3 separate regions of the Mus musculus genome follow, and regions 1 and 3 are each linked to region 2. The links are chromatin contacts, called in public HiChIP or PLAC-seq and capture Hi-C maps. All regions are on one chromosome and are shown on one strand. Each heading gives the region's core, a stretch centred on a gene start, on an enhancer-like site or on the middle of the called end of the contact. The rest is flanking DNA. Distances are from core to core; before and after follow the strand shown.

Region 1 (4,059 bases), core at 682-3,181, 510 kb before region 2:
CAATGCTGTGCAAGAAAGACTTGGGTGGCACTGAGGAGAACCGTTTGAGGGGTGCAAAGTGGCCCGATTGAGAGTAGGGTAAGAGAAAGTGATGGTGAGACTACACAACTCTATGAGGAAGAAAGATGCAGAACATTTTGTTTTGAAGGCCGAAAAATTAGTATCGTATTTAAATTGTGATGGAGATGAGCCAGGCGAGTGAAGCAAAGTTAAAATCTCAGAGACAGACAACAACGGCTGCTCGCATACCCTTCTGTTAGAAGGAAAGGGTTTTAGGATCCAGAGCCGCTAAGAAAAGATGAGACTTATCTAGGGGTCTAGATGGTTCACCTCTAGAGATGAGAAACACGTTTATTATGGCGTGGACAGGAAGCACTGAGAGTGCACGCTTGGCCACGTGGTTCCCAGCTGGTGTAGTGTAGTGTAGTGTAGTGTAGTGTAGTGTAGTGTAGTGTAGTGTAGAGGTAAGCAGCTCACAGACACTGACTTCACGGATGGATTATGTCATTGGAGGCGTGGCTTTGGAGGGTGTATCTTGCCCCCAATCTCTTTCTCCTTGCCTCATGCCGCATTAGAAGACCTGGTGATGCAAACATTTTGAGTGTTACTGTTATTGTTATAGTGAGGATATTAAACATCCTCTGACTGCCCATATACTAAAAGCTTGCTTGCCAGCCTACAGTGCTGATAGGCGACTGAACCGGAACCAGATAGGTCTTAGTGCAAATAAATCAGATCCCTTGAAGGGAATTTGGTACCCTGGCCCTGTCCCCCTTCCTCCCTCCCTCTCTCTCATTTCCTGCCGCCATGGATCACTTACGCTATGACACTTTGGCTTCTCAGAGACCTCAAAAGACATTGGGGTCAAGCAACCATGGACTGAAGTTCCGAGGTTGTGTACCAAACAACTTCTTCTTTTGAAGCTGCTCGGTGGGGGCATTTTGTCAGAAAGCTAACACAACCACACATGGCGATTTCCTGTGCAGGCACACGTCTCAGGTTGCTTTTGTCTGGTCTAGAAAGTCAAAAAGAACCCTGTATCAATCTTCTCTCCCTCTGATGCTCAGCATGGTGGCATAGAGACCCTTTTTGGGGTGTAGCCTGATAAAACCGTAGTCCTTAGAATGAGGAGACTTAAGAAGTTTTGCTCAAACAGTTCTAACTTTGCCACTGTGGGTACTGAATGCCCAGGCACCATTGCTGCTGACCGCCAGGGGGCGCCATTCCAAAGACAAGCTCAGGGGATTGAAACAGGAGTTTGTTTTTCAGTGCCTGGTTATCATAAAATCTCCCACTTCATTTTCCCACCTCCTTTGTCAGTAGTATCCGTACCGTTCCTGCGGTGGTCATTACAGCATAAACGGTAGAATATTTCAACACACCAGCCAATGTTTCCTAAACTTCATTTTGCAAACTCGTTGAAGCACTGCGAGGAAAGAAAGGGAGACTGTAGTAAAACCAAGCGGCACGACGGCAGGGGTTGCCTTCTGCAGCAAGGATGAGCAGTTTGTTTGCCCAGGTTTGGCCTGTTTGTTGTGGTTTTCTTTTTATGTCCATTTCGCCCGGCGTGTACACGTTTCCTTCCGTTTAAAGTTATTTGGCAAAAACGTGTTTCTCGGTGAGCACGCATTTCTTTCCTGACGGGACAAAGAGAAACTTTAAAAGATGTAACACAAACCTCTTAGATCCATCGTGGCCAGGAGGCCGCCCGTCCCAGAGCAGCAGAGGGGTGGCGGCTTTCCCGGATTCCAGCCGCTGTTCCCCGCCCTCATTTTCTTGGCTGGTCTCCTGGGTCATGTCCCAAGACGGGGACGGACAGAACGGTTCATAACAAAGATGACCTGGGGTGCGGCGCGCAGGGTCGCGGGACAGCGGCTAGGAGCAAGGGCAGCCCAGGTCTCGCAGGGCGCATCCCTGGGGAGCGGCTCCCTACGTCACGTGGGGCCCGCCCTGCGACGGCGTGTTGCAAGCTCCGGGCAGCCGTCGTGGAGCTGAATTTCCGCGGTTGTGAAAGGCGGTGACAGCGGCGACCTCCCTGCTTCTCTGCGTGGGGTCCCGGGACTCCGCGATGGCCGGCCGGTGCGGGGCCCGTGGCGCGCTGTCGCCACAGTTGCTGCTCTTCGACCTGCCGCCCGCACTGCTGGGAGAGCTTTGCGGGATCCTGGACAGCTGCGATGGCCCGCTCGGCTGGCGGGGCCTGGGTGAGTGCGACTCAGACCTGCCGGTCCTCCCCCGCGAGGGACTCAGCAAACCCGGGGACCTGCCACTCACTCTCCTTCCCTCTCTGACAGTGGGGTACTGCTGTATCAAGTTAGGGGATTGGGTATGTCAGATGTCAAGAAAGCATCCCGTGCTGGGAAGAGATTCTCGCTTCACTCGGTTTGCAGTGTGCGCAGCAGTATGCAAATATTACCGTATGCAGGGCATGGCTACTGGCTCTACAACCCCTACATCAGATTTTTTTAATATTATAACTTCTTTTTTGAGATGCCGCTCAGTTGCTAGAGTGCTTACCTATAGATGTATGAAGCTGCATGTTCGATTCCCTAGCTTGGAATAAAACAGACAGTGGTAGTGCCAGTCATTGAGAGGTAGAAGTAGGCAGGACAGATGCTCAAGAGCATCCTCTCCTTGTAGAGAGTTCCTAGCTGGCTTGGGAAACATGAGACGCCATCTCAAAAACAAAAAGCAAACTTACTTTCTTTTCTTTCCTTTCTTTCTTTCTTTCTTTCTTTCTTTCTTTCTTCCTTCCTTCCTTCCTTCCTTCCTTCCTTCCTTTCTTTCTTTCTTTCTTTCTTTCTTTCTTTCTTTCTTTCTTTCTTTCTTTCTTTCTTTCTTTCTTTTCTCCTTTCCTTCTTCCTTCCTTCCTTCCTTCCTTCCTTCCTTCCTTCCTTTCTTTTAGAACTTTAAGATATCTATTCTTTGGTGTTTTTTGTGTGTGTATCCCACACTCCTCCCGCATCTAGAAGACAAATTCCAGGAACCAGTTCTCTCCTTCCACCACGGGATCCTGGGACAGAACTCAGATGGCATGCATAACCCACTTCGCTGTTTCCAATAAGTCTCCAATAATCTATAAGGGAAATGCTGTTTGCGGTGGATGTGATTTCCACTTTTCTTTCTTTCTTTCTTCCTTTCTCTCTCTCTCTCTCTCTCTCTCTCTCTCTCTCTCTCTCTCTCTCTCTTTCTTTCTTTCTTTTTAAGATTTATTTATTATATGTAAGTACACTGTAGCTGCCTTCAGACACTCCAGAAGAGGGCACCAGATCTCGTTACGGATGGTTGTGAGCCACCATGTGGTTGCTGGGAATTGAAGTCAGGACCTTCCGAAGAGCAGTCAGTGCTCTTTAACCACTGAGCCATCTCTCCAGCCCCGATTTCCACTTTTCTTAATTAAATGTTTTTTGCTTATTTGCCAAATCTACTGCAATAAAATTGTAAAGAAAGCCTCTTCATATTAATCTCAAAAGTTATCTTCAAATATCCATTTTATGCAGATTTGGTAAACTGAGCAACTACATATTGTAAAGTGGTGATATAGTAACAAAAAAGCTCAGCCGGGCATGGTGGCGCACGCCTTTAATCCCAGCACTTGGGAGGCAGAGGCAGGCGGATTTCTGAGTTCAAGGTCAGCCTGGTCTACAGAGTGAGTTCCAGGACAGCCATGGTTACACAGAGAAACCCTGTCTCGAAAAACAAACAAACAAACAAACAAACAAAAAGCTCAGGCAAAGTCTATGCTTTGTTAAATACAAGTGTTCTCTTTGGAGTTAGATGATAACTCATGCTGTTGTAGTTAATGTTACTTGAAAATACACATGAGTATTTTAAAGCAGCTTTATCTAAAATAGTGGTTTTTTTCCTTTGTGGTTGGCAAACAATATGCTTATAATTTCTGAAACTGTAACAGTTATGTAAAAATGGTTTGGAGAATGGGCTTAGGGTAATTGTTCAGTCATAGACTGCTTTCTTCAAATGAGGAAAGTCCTTGGCTCCATCCTTGGCTCCTAAACAATTTCTTCAGTGAACATCTCAGAAAAGGCTACTTGGAATCAAGTC
Region 2 (3,597 bases), core at 847-3,346:
GAGCCTTGGTGTGTATTGATTACAAGAAATGTGTTCAAGGAATAGCAGCCCAAGCAATGTTTTTAAGCTCTTGTCCCACTTTCTACATTTCAGACTTCTTCCTCATGCAAGCTGGGCGTGTGTGTGTGTGTGTGTGTGTGTGTGTGTGTGTGTGTGTGTGATGTGCCACAAATCTTAGTTAAATTTGAGGATATATCAGGGAAGCTAAATTTAGGAGATATAGACTGTCACTACACTATAATATAATAGATTATTCGTGAAAAAAAGCATTATAACATGAAAATACCTCCAAAACTCAGAGGACGCTCTGAAAGAGCATTATGGCACTACTGTTCAGGCAAATATCAAAGGACTACAATTTGCATCATTGTGTTACTGCTACCATGTGAGTGAGTTTTCACCCCTCAGCCTCCATCAATCACAGCAGGGGGTTTGTCACGGAGAAATAATTCCCCTGGCTTTCAGTGCCACAGAAATTGGGAGCTAAATTATTTATTAGACAGTGCTCAGAAGGTATAAATACGACACAGCCATGGTTAGACTTCAAAAAGCCAGAAGGGGAAAAAATGGGATACGGGTACAAGTTCATGATGATCCTTGCTCAAAAAGATAGGGAATGATTTTTAATTTTTAAAATGTAGATCACACATAGCTGTCGCCTGCCTCCCCTTCATCTGGGCACATAAACACAGTGATCTTGGCAGGGAAATGCGTTCTCTCTTCACCCTGAGGCATTTCTGAGCATTTTAAATCTAAGGGGACCCGTCTAAGCCTCGCCAGGAACCTAGAGCCCTGACAGGTACAAGAAAAAATTTAGTCCTCCGCTATTTTAAAGTCAATTTACAAAGGTCTCCATGTGGGTGGTTTTTGTTTTTATTCTACAGGTATTGCTACTGCTACTGACGGCAAGCCAGTTCCCCTAACTTAATAACAAGGTTATGAACAAGCATCAGAAAAAAAGCATTTGAACCTTCAGAGTACAAACAACACACACTTCATCCCAGGGAACTGTCCAGAAGTTGGGACGGTGAGCATTAAGCCTGAGCAGCAACTCCAACACGAACAATGACTTTCAAACAAATCAACCTCCTCTATCTCGAAAGGAGAGAAAAAAACAACACGCACATGAGATGATTGAAAAGAAATTACAACTTCAACAGAACATATTCTAGCCAACCTACAAGACACTTTTTCGAACGGCTCCTTAAAGTAACAGAGTCAATCGATTCCACCTACAATTTTAACCTCTGTATAGACCCGCACTGGTAATAGCGTCTCGGTATGATCCGGTGGCCATACACTCAACAAATCAAGCAGGATGGATCTAGCACTTCCCAAGAACACCATCTGGAAAGTCTTTTGCCTCTAAGAGTAAAGGAAAGAAGCAGGCAAGGTTTATTGTTAGCCGGTGCATGTGAGAAGGACCAGGAAGGGGAGGGGTGGTGGTGGGAAGCGCTTACTTCGAAAATGCTCCGAAGCATAGTAATAGACATCCTCGTAGCCCTCCTGGTAGTCCTCTTCCGGCCGGTACTTTTTCCCCTTTCTTCTCCTAGATCTCCGAATCTGCTTGACAAATCCCAGGAAGCGGTCCATGACTGGCTCCCGGGGCAGCCGCGGCAGAGGCGCAGCCAGCAGCAGAGCCGAGAGCCCAGCTGCTCTTCAAGCCGGTGGAGCATGAATGACCCTCACCAAGCCCGGGGACCGGGACTCATCACCCTCCAGCCTTTCTCCTTGTGCCCATCAAGGCTGAGAGAGTTCAGCCACAGCAGGAGAAAACACAACAGCGACGTGGGAGTAGCTTGGGAAGACTTCTCTTTTAGCCCAAGAAACTGACAATTCTCCTATTTTTTTTTTTTTTTAAGGATGGGTGGGTTAGAGAAAAAAAGTAAGATTATGATAAAAGATATCAATTAAAGAAGGAAAAGGGGAAAAATAACCCGCGAAGCTGTGGGCTTCAACTTGTTTCAGAACCAAACAAAAGTTCAAGATATGCAGCTTGAAGCAAGAGGCATCCCAGCACTAAAATGTCACTACCCCACACCTCCATCACCGAGCGGGGGTGGGGAAGCGCGCTAGTCAATGGACTGAACCAAAGTAGGGAGAGCCTGGCTTTGCCCACCTGCTAATCCTGCCCACTCCTATTAGCATTCCTCTGCTCAAAGCACAGCAGCCGGATGGAAAACTTCCTAGAAAGCTGCGGTTTAGGAGTAGGGAAGGCTGGTTAACCCTTCGGCTCTCTGGCAAGCCACACTAGTGATCTTGCAAAGTGGTTTCACCCATACGCACAGCCCTCTTGCTGACTGAGCGTGCTGCATGTGTTAATTGGAGCAGCAGGGAGAAGGCTCAGCAGCTGCTTTCAAACCCACTGGGCATTAATGTATTCCAATCGCTGTTTGATCTAAATATTAAAATGCGCTTCTCAGAGAAGCCTCTCATAGGCTTAGGAACAGCAAATAAAGGGACTGGTAAAGGGACCGGCGGCCAGCAGCGTGGTGTCAGGGAAAGGGAACACAAACAATCCAACTTGGAACTCCAGGTTGATTCAGGCTGAGAGGTGTCACACCGCTTAACAATAAAACACAGGAGCTGAGAGGCAGATGAAACTCCACTCTGAATTGAATGTGTCCAAGCCTTTATCCTTATCTTCAAAATTCACAAACAACTTAAAAACAAAAACAAAACCCCCAACTCTATCAAAAATACTTGAGTCCAAAGGACCGAAGTTCCCTAGAGGCTACATGGGAAAACATGACTCCTGTGTAACACTCCCTCCTCTAGGGTCTTTCTTCAGAGGGTCTCCGCATGGATGGGGGTTCCTAACAGGAGGAACAAGTCATTTGGTTCCCAGTCTAATTCATCACTCACATGTCAGCCTATTACCTAGCGGACTAATGATATTCCTCAGCTCCTTGTTCCCAGAATTGTAATTTAAAGAAATGCCTTGTGACGGAATAATGGTTGTTCAATAACCATATCATAACGAGTGTGCAAGCCACCCCAAGGGGGCTGGCTGTACTCCCACTACTTGTCGTTGGGTTCACAGGCAATTGGTCTCTCTCCTGCATTTAGACAGGGCTCAGTTTTCAGATATAGATTGCTCATAATGAAGGCGGGACAATTTTATTTAGGAAGTCAAATATTTACCGACCAGGAATGTTCTGGCTCTGAAGTGTGTGCAGTCACATGCAATCCTCCCATGAATTTCCCCTATGCTTTGAGGTTTCTCATTCTGCATGCTGGAGAAGGCTGGATTTGTGTCGAGAGACACAGACCTAACGATGCTGACAGAAAGATGCTATAAAACATTTCATGAACATCTTTAAACAACAGCAACAACAACAACAAAAATCACCGTCCTTAGGTTCTGAATCTTTTTGTTATTATTCTGGCTTCCTCAACCAAAGCAGAACAATTAAAACCAATTACGCAGAGGCTTGCAGATGTGCAGTCGAGACTTTGAATAACAGGTCAGTAAGTGAGTAGCAGCATGGTCTCTCAAATCAGCCTAAGAGCACTACACAAGGGTGCGTAGCCCTCCTCGGGGAAGAAAAGAAGCCGCAGGACTGGTTCCAGGCCACAGCTTATCAACTGAACAAG
Region 3 (3,734 bases), core at 789-3,288, 440 kb before region 2:
GTGATCAAAGCAGCTGCTAGCTAAAAGATAAATTGTTTCTAGTTGTAAAGAGTATAACACAGCCACAAATTATGCTGTTCCTGTAGCAAATTAATGTGCCAACGTTACTTTGTATTTCCTGGAAGGGAAATGCCCCTTGATACCAACTGCACCATCAGGGCAAATGTCCCCAAGAGAGGAGTTAGGGAAATGTAATTCATAATGGAACCAGTTCCAAATGGCGTGCTGAAGCATGGGATAAATAAATAGTCTCTGGTTATCCTACTACTGATGATAATTTCATGTCATCCTGAAAGTAAGCAGCAAATTGTATAGTGGGGCTGCCAGACACGGAATCTTGTCTTACCTCTCTTTTATGGTTTTTAATTTAAGATTAAAAAAAAAAAAAAGAGTTGTACTGACTTCAGCCAAGGGTAAATATTAATCTCTGACCTCTTACCGTTTCTATTTTATATAGCCTTCAGAAAAATATAAGATTGCAGCAGGCCATGGGTACGAAGCCAATATGCCTGTTTATATTAATCCCCTGCTGACAGCGCTAAGGCTTTGGTGGAGACAGGAGGCAGAGCAATCACTGACATTTTCATCATGCATTTGTCTAGCACTCGGAAGACAGGAAAATAATTTATGTGTTTACTCACAGCCTATATAGGCTATTAAAATGCATTTACCTAATGAAAAAATAACCGCTGAATTTTAGAAGAACTTGCTGGCGCTACCCCATCTTTCTCTCCACCTCGCATCCCGGCGCTATCATCTGGGCGTCAGTAATCATTTGAATGAGCTGAACGGCACCGTTCATTGTTTCCCAGGGAAAAGGTCTCATCGAGGACCCACAGTCCCTTTCGATTCCCTCCTATTCTAAGTTTCCCTTTGCCTGAATTGGGGTTTGCATTTGTCTGGATTAGTGGTTGGCCTTTCAAAGAAATAGTACACCTACTTGGTATTTCAAACAGGAAATGAAGATTAGGAATTAATTATTAAAGTGGTAAAATATCTAGAACTAGAAGAAATGAGGATATGAATTTACCCAGAGATTATTGACACTTCTCTACTTTTAAGGATGACAGGAAATAGGCAGACCTAAGAGCTGGGGGCTGCTGTGTTGCTGAGTGCCAACTACTAATGCTTCTGCGGAGGAGGAAGCAAGAACTGGCCGCTCTTTATGCCCCTATCATCGCTGTTAGGGCTCATTTAGAAGCAGAAGAAGAAAAGGTATCGCCATCCCTTCCATGTTCTTAAGGAGAAGCCGGCTGTCAAGTTCATGGAGGAAATAGAATTCTTCCCTAAAGTACAAAAGAAGGGAGGAACAGGAATGAGCAGAAACAATTGGACGTCATGATGTCATGTCCTGACCCCTGGGAAAAGACCACAGACTCAATTCAATTATAATTAAGGGATCTATTGATTAGCTCCTAGCAGGATGACAGGCTTAAAGCTGAATCTCAGACATGTCATGAAGGAGGGTGTGGGAAAAGGTCTTTTAAAGGCAAAAACCACAAGAAGACCTTCACTATCTATGAAAGCAAGTAAAAACTGGTCTGTTCCATCAAGGAGACCCCAAAATGACCATTGGGTGTCTGTATAAGCAAATTACAGAAGCCAAAAATGCAGTTAGCCATATTGTAGCAAGTAGATAGTCAAGGCTTATACATGGACAAGACTGGGTGGGATCACTGGGCCAGGTTACTGGGAACTTATCTTCCAGGGACTGAAGTCAGAGACAAATGGCTGATGGGTACCAAGATGGCTGCCTAGCATTAATGGAGTTTCTTTAGCCATCGTAGTCCCCACTGGCTCTAGATCATATGAATCAAACACTGATTAACATTTATGTGTATAGACTATGCCTTAGGGTTTTTATTGCTGTGAAGAGACACCATGACCATGACAACTCATAAAGGAAAGCATCTAATTGGGTCTGGCTTACAGATCAGAGGCCCATTATTCTCAAAGAGGAAGCACGGTGGCACGCAGGCAGACATGGTGCTGGAGACGGAGCTCAGAGTCGTACATCTTGATCCGAAGGTAGCAGGAAGTGAATTGAGAGACACACTTCCTCCAACAATGCCACGCCTCCTAACAGTGCCTCTCCCTGCTAGCCTAGGGGAGCCTCTGGCTGGAATCCAGAAGTAATTCCAGTGCCAGTGAAGGAAGGAACGCGCTGGCAAGTGTGTGGGGAAGTGGGGAACGAACAAGAGCTTCCTGGTCCATGTTCTTTGCATTGGCTGCCGGTAGAAGGTGTGGCCTGGCTAAAGGGGGCGGAGGGGGGCGTGTCTTCCCACCTGGAATGAACCAGTCAAGAAATTCCCTCACAGGTATACCCAATAGCTTGGGTTTTGGTTAATTCCTGATGTAGCAAAGTTGACAACCAAGAGCAGCTATCACATGGCCCAACAGACAACTCCGGCCCTTTAACTTATTAAGCACTCAAATGTGCTTGTCTACCACATATTTAAATTTCCAGGGGTGGTAATTGTATTATGCAATTTTGAATGAGGACGAGGCTCACGTTCTCTTAAAATAGGTGACATGAACCTGGAGAGGTGGCTCAGTGGATAAAACCTTTTTGCAAGCCTGAAGACTGGAGTGTTAGTAAGTACCCATAAAAATGCTCAGAAATGAGGTTGACCTCTCTGTAGTCCAACTGGAAGGCAAAGACAGGAGGACTCTGGGCAAGCACATCAATCAGGGACATAGGTGTTCAACAAAAGAACTGCCTCAGTAAATAAAACAGAGAGCATCAAGAGAGACACCCCGTATCGAACGCTGATCTCCACATACATGTGCAATGTACATACACCTATGGATGGGAATGCATATACATGCACATATAATATATATATACACACACACATATATATATGCATATATATATGAAAAACGTGACACAAATTCTCATTAGCTTCTACCTCTAGATGGCATTACCTTTTCTTTTATTTTTTTAAGTTATATCTTCCAGATTAATTTTTGCAAGTAAGTACAAGGAAAATCAGAAGTAAGCATGTATGGCTGGCTGCTCTAGCTACAGAACATCACTACATTGTCATTGGTTGAAAATTCTACTTCTAGCCGGCTCCTTTCATCAGCCCTTCCTGGTCCTTTTCTCTCTCAGCTGGTAAATCAATATCATATTAGTCGGTGCTCTCCAGAGGAGCGGAACCAATGGAGTATCTATAGATAAATAAGAGGAAAGGCCTTTAGTAGCTGGCTTCCATGATTAGGAAAGCTAAGATGCCCCATCATTTGACATCTGTAAAGTGAGACGCTCGCAAGCCAGTGGAGTAACTCAGTCTGGGCTCTGAGAACAGGTAAGACACCGGTCCCGGACTCAGAAGGACAGAGAAATAGAAATACTCCACCTGAAGACAGGAGAGATGGCTGGCTGTCCCGTTGCTGAGGAGACTCAGCAGTTTGCCCCTCCCCTTCCTTTACTTCCGTTCAATCATGGCCGTCGGCGTGATGGCTATCTGTATTCATGAGGGGAATCGCCTCTTCATGGTGTCCTCGTTCAACTTCAGTGTCTACTAGAAAGTTCCTCACAAGCATGGCTGGAGGGCTTGCCAGCTATCACTGTCCAGCCCACACAAGATTAACCTTCAGTTATTTCATCTCCTTCCCCTGTGGGAGGGCGCTGAGCTTTCCTTCCAGAAGGTCTGCGCCCTTTATGGGGAGCCACAATATTTTACTACTTTACGTCTTAGTTACTTTCCCATTACCGTGATAAAATGCCT

The links. HiChIP or PLAC-seq counts read pairs in DNA pulled down with a chosen protein or histone mark. Capture Hi-C pulls out chosen DNA fragments and counts their contacts.
Region 1: an H3K4me3 HiChIP or PLAC-seq map of embryonic forebrain shows a contact between it and region 2, with 4 times the contacts expected there. The contact joins the promoter of Irak3 here to the enhancer-like site in region 2. A contact is called at or near these places in 5 of 115 datasets of contacts at active chromatin or transcription factors (astrocytes, embryonic basal ganglia, embryonic forebrain and 2 more).
Region 3: a capture Hi-C map of embryonic stem cells shows a contact between it and region 2, with 2.7 times the contacts expected there. The contact joins two enhancer-like sites. A contact is called at or near these places in 1 of 484 Hi-C or Micro-C datasets (cerebral cortex), 7 of 115 datasets of contacts at active chromatin or transcription factors (astrocytes, craniofacial prominence, embryonic basal ganglia and 4 more) and 1 of 9 other capture datasets (embryonic stem cells).

What each region holds. Positions count from the first base shown.
Region 1 is chr10:120,199,469-120,203,527 of GRCm38.p6, reverse strand. It overlaps Irak3 (interleukin-1 receptor-associated kinase 3), which reads left to right and starts at 1,931. Exons shown (of 12, transcript NM_028679.4): 1 at 1,931-2,201. The coding sequence starts at 2,069. It overlaps Gm38500 (predicted gene, 38500), which reads right to left and starts at 1,938. Exons shown (of 3, transcript NR_166661.1): 1 at 1,679-1,938; 2 at 1,333-1,426; 3 at 1-580.
Region 2 is chr10:119,690,485-119,694,081 of GRCm38.p6, reverse strand. The region is part of intron 1 of Grip1 (glutamate receptor interacting protein 1); the gene reads right to left. Among named protein-coding and RNA genes, the nearest start is that of Gm46207, 55 kb to the left of the region's middle. Within about 2 kb of position 2,096, at least 104 of the 459 cell types and tissues checked have an H3K27ac peak or open chromatin away from gene starts, as enhancers often do. A contact at or near this core is called in astrocytes, embryonic basal ganglia, embryonic forebrain and 3 more, where this site is marked.
Region 3 is chr10:120,134,640-120,138,373 of GRCm38.p6, reverse strand. No RefSeq gene overlaps it. Among named protein-coding and RNA genes, the nearest start is that of Helb, 24 kb to the right of the region's middle. Within about 2 kb of position 2,038, at least 24 of the 459 cell types and tissues checked have an H3K27ac peak or open chromatin away from gene starts, as enhancers often do. A contact at or near this core is called in embryonic stem cells, where this site is marked.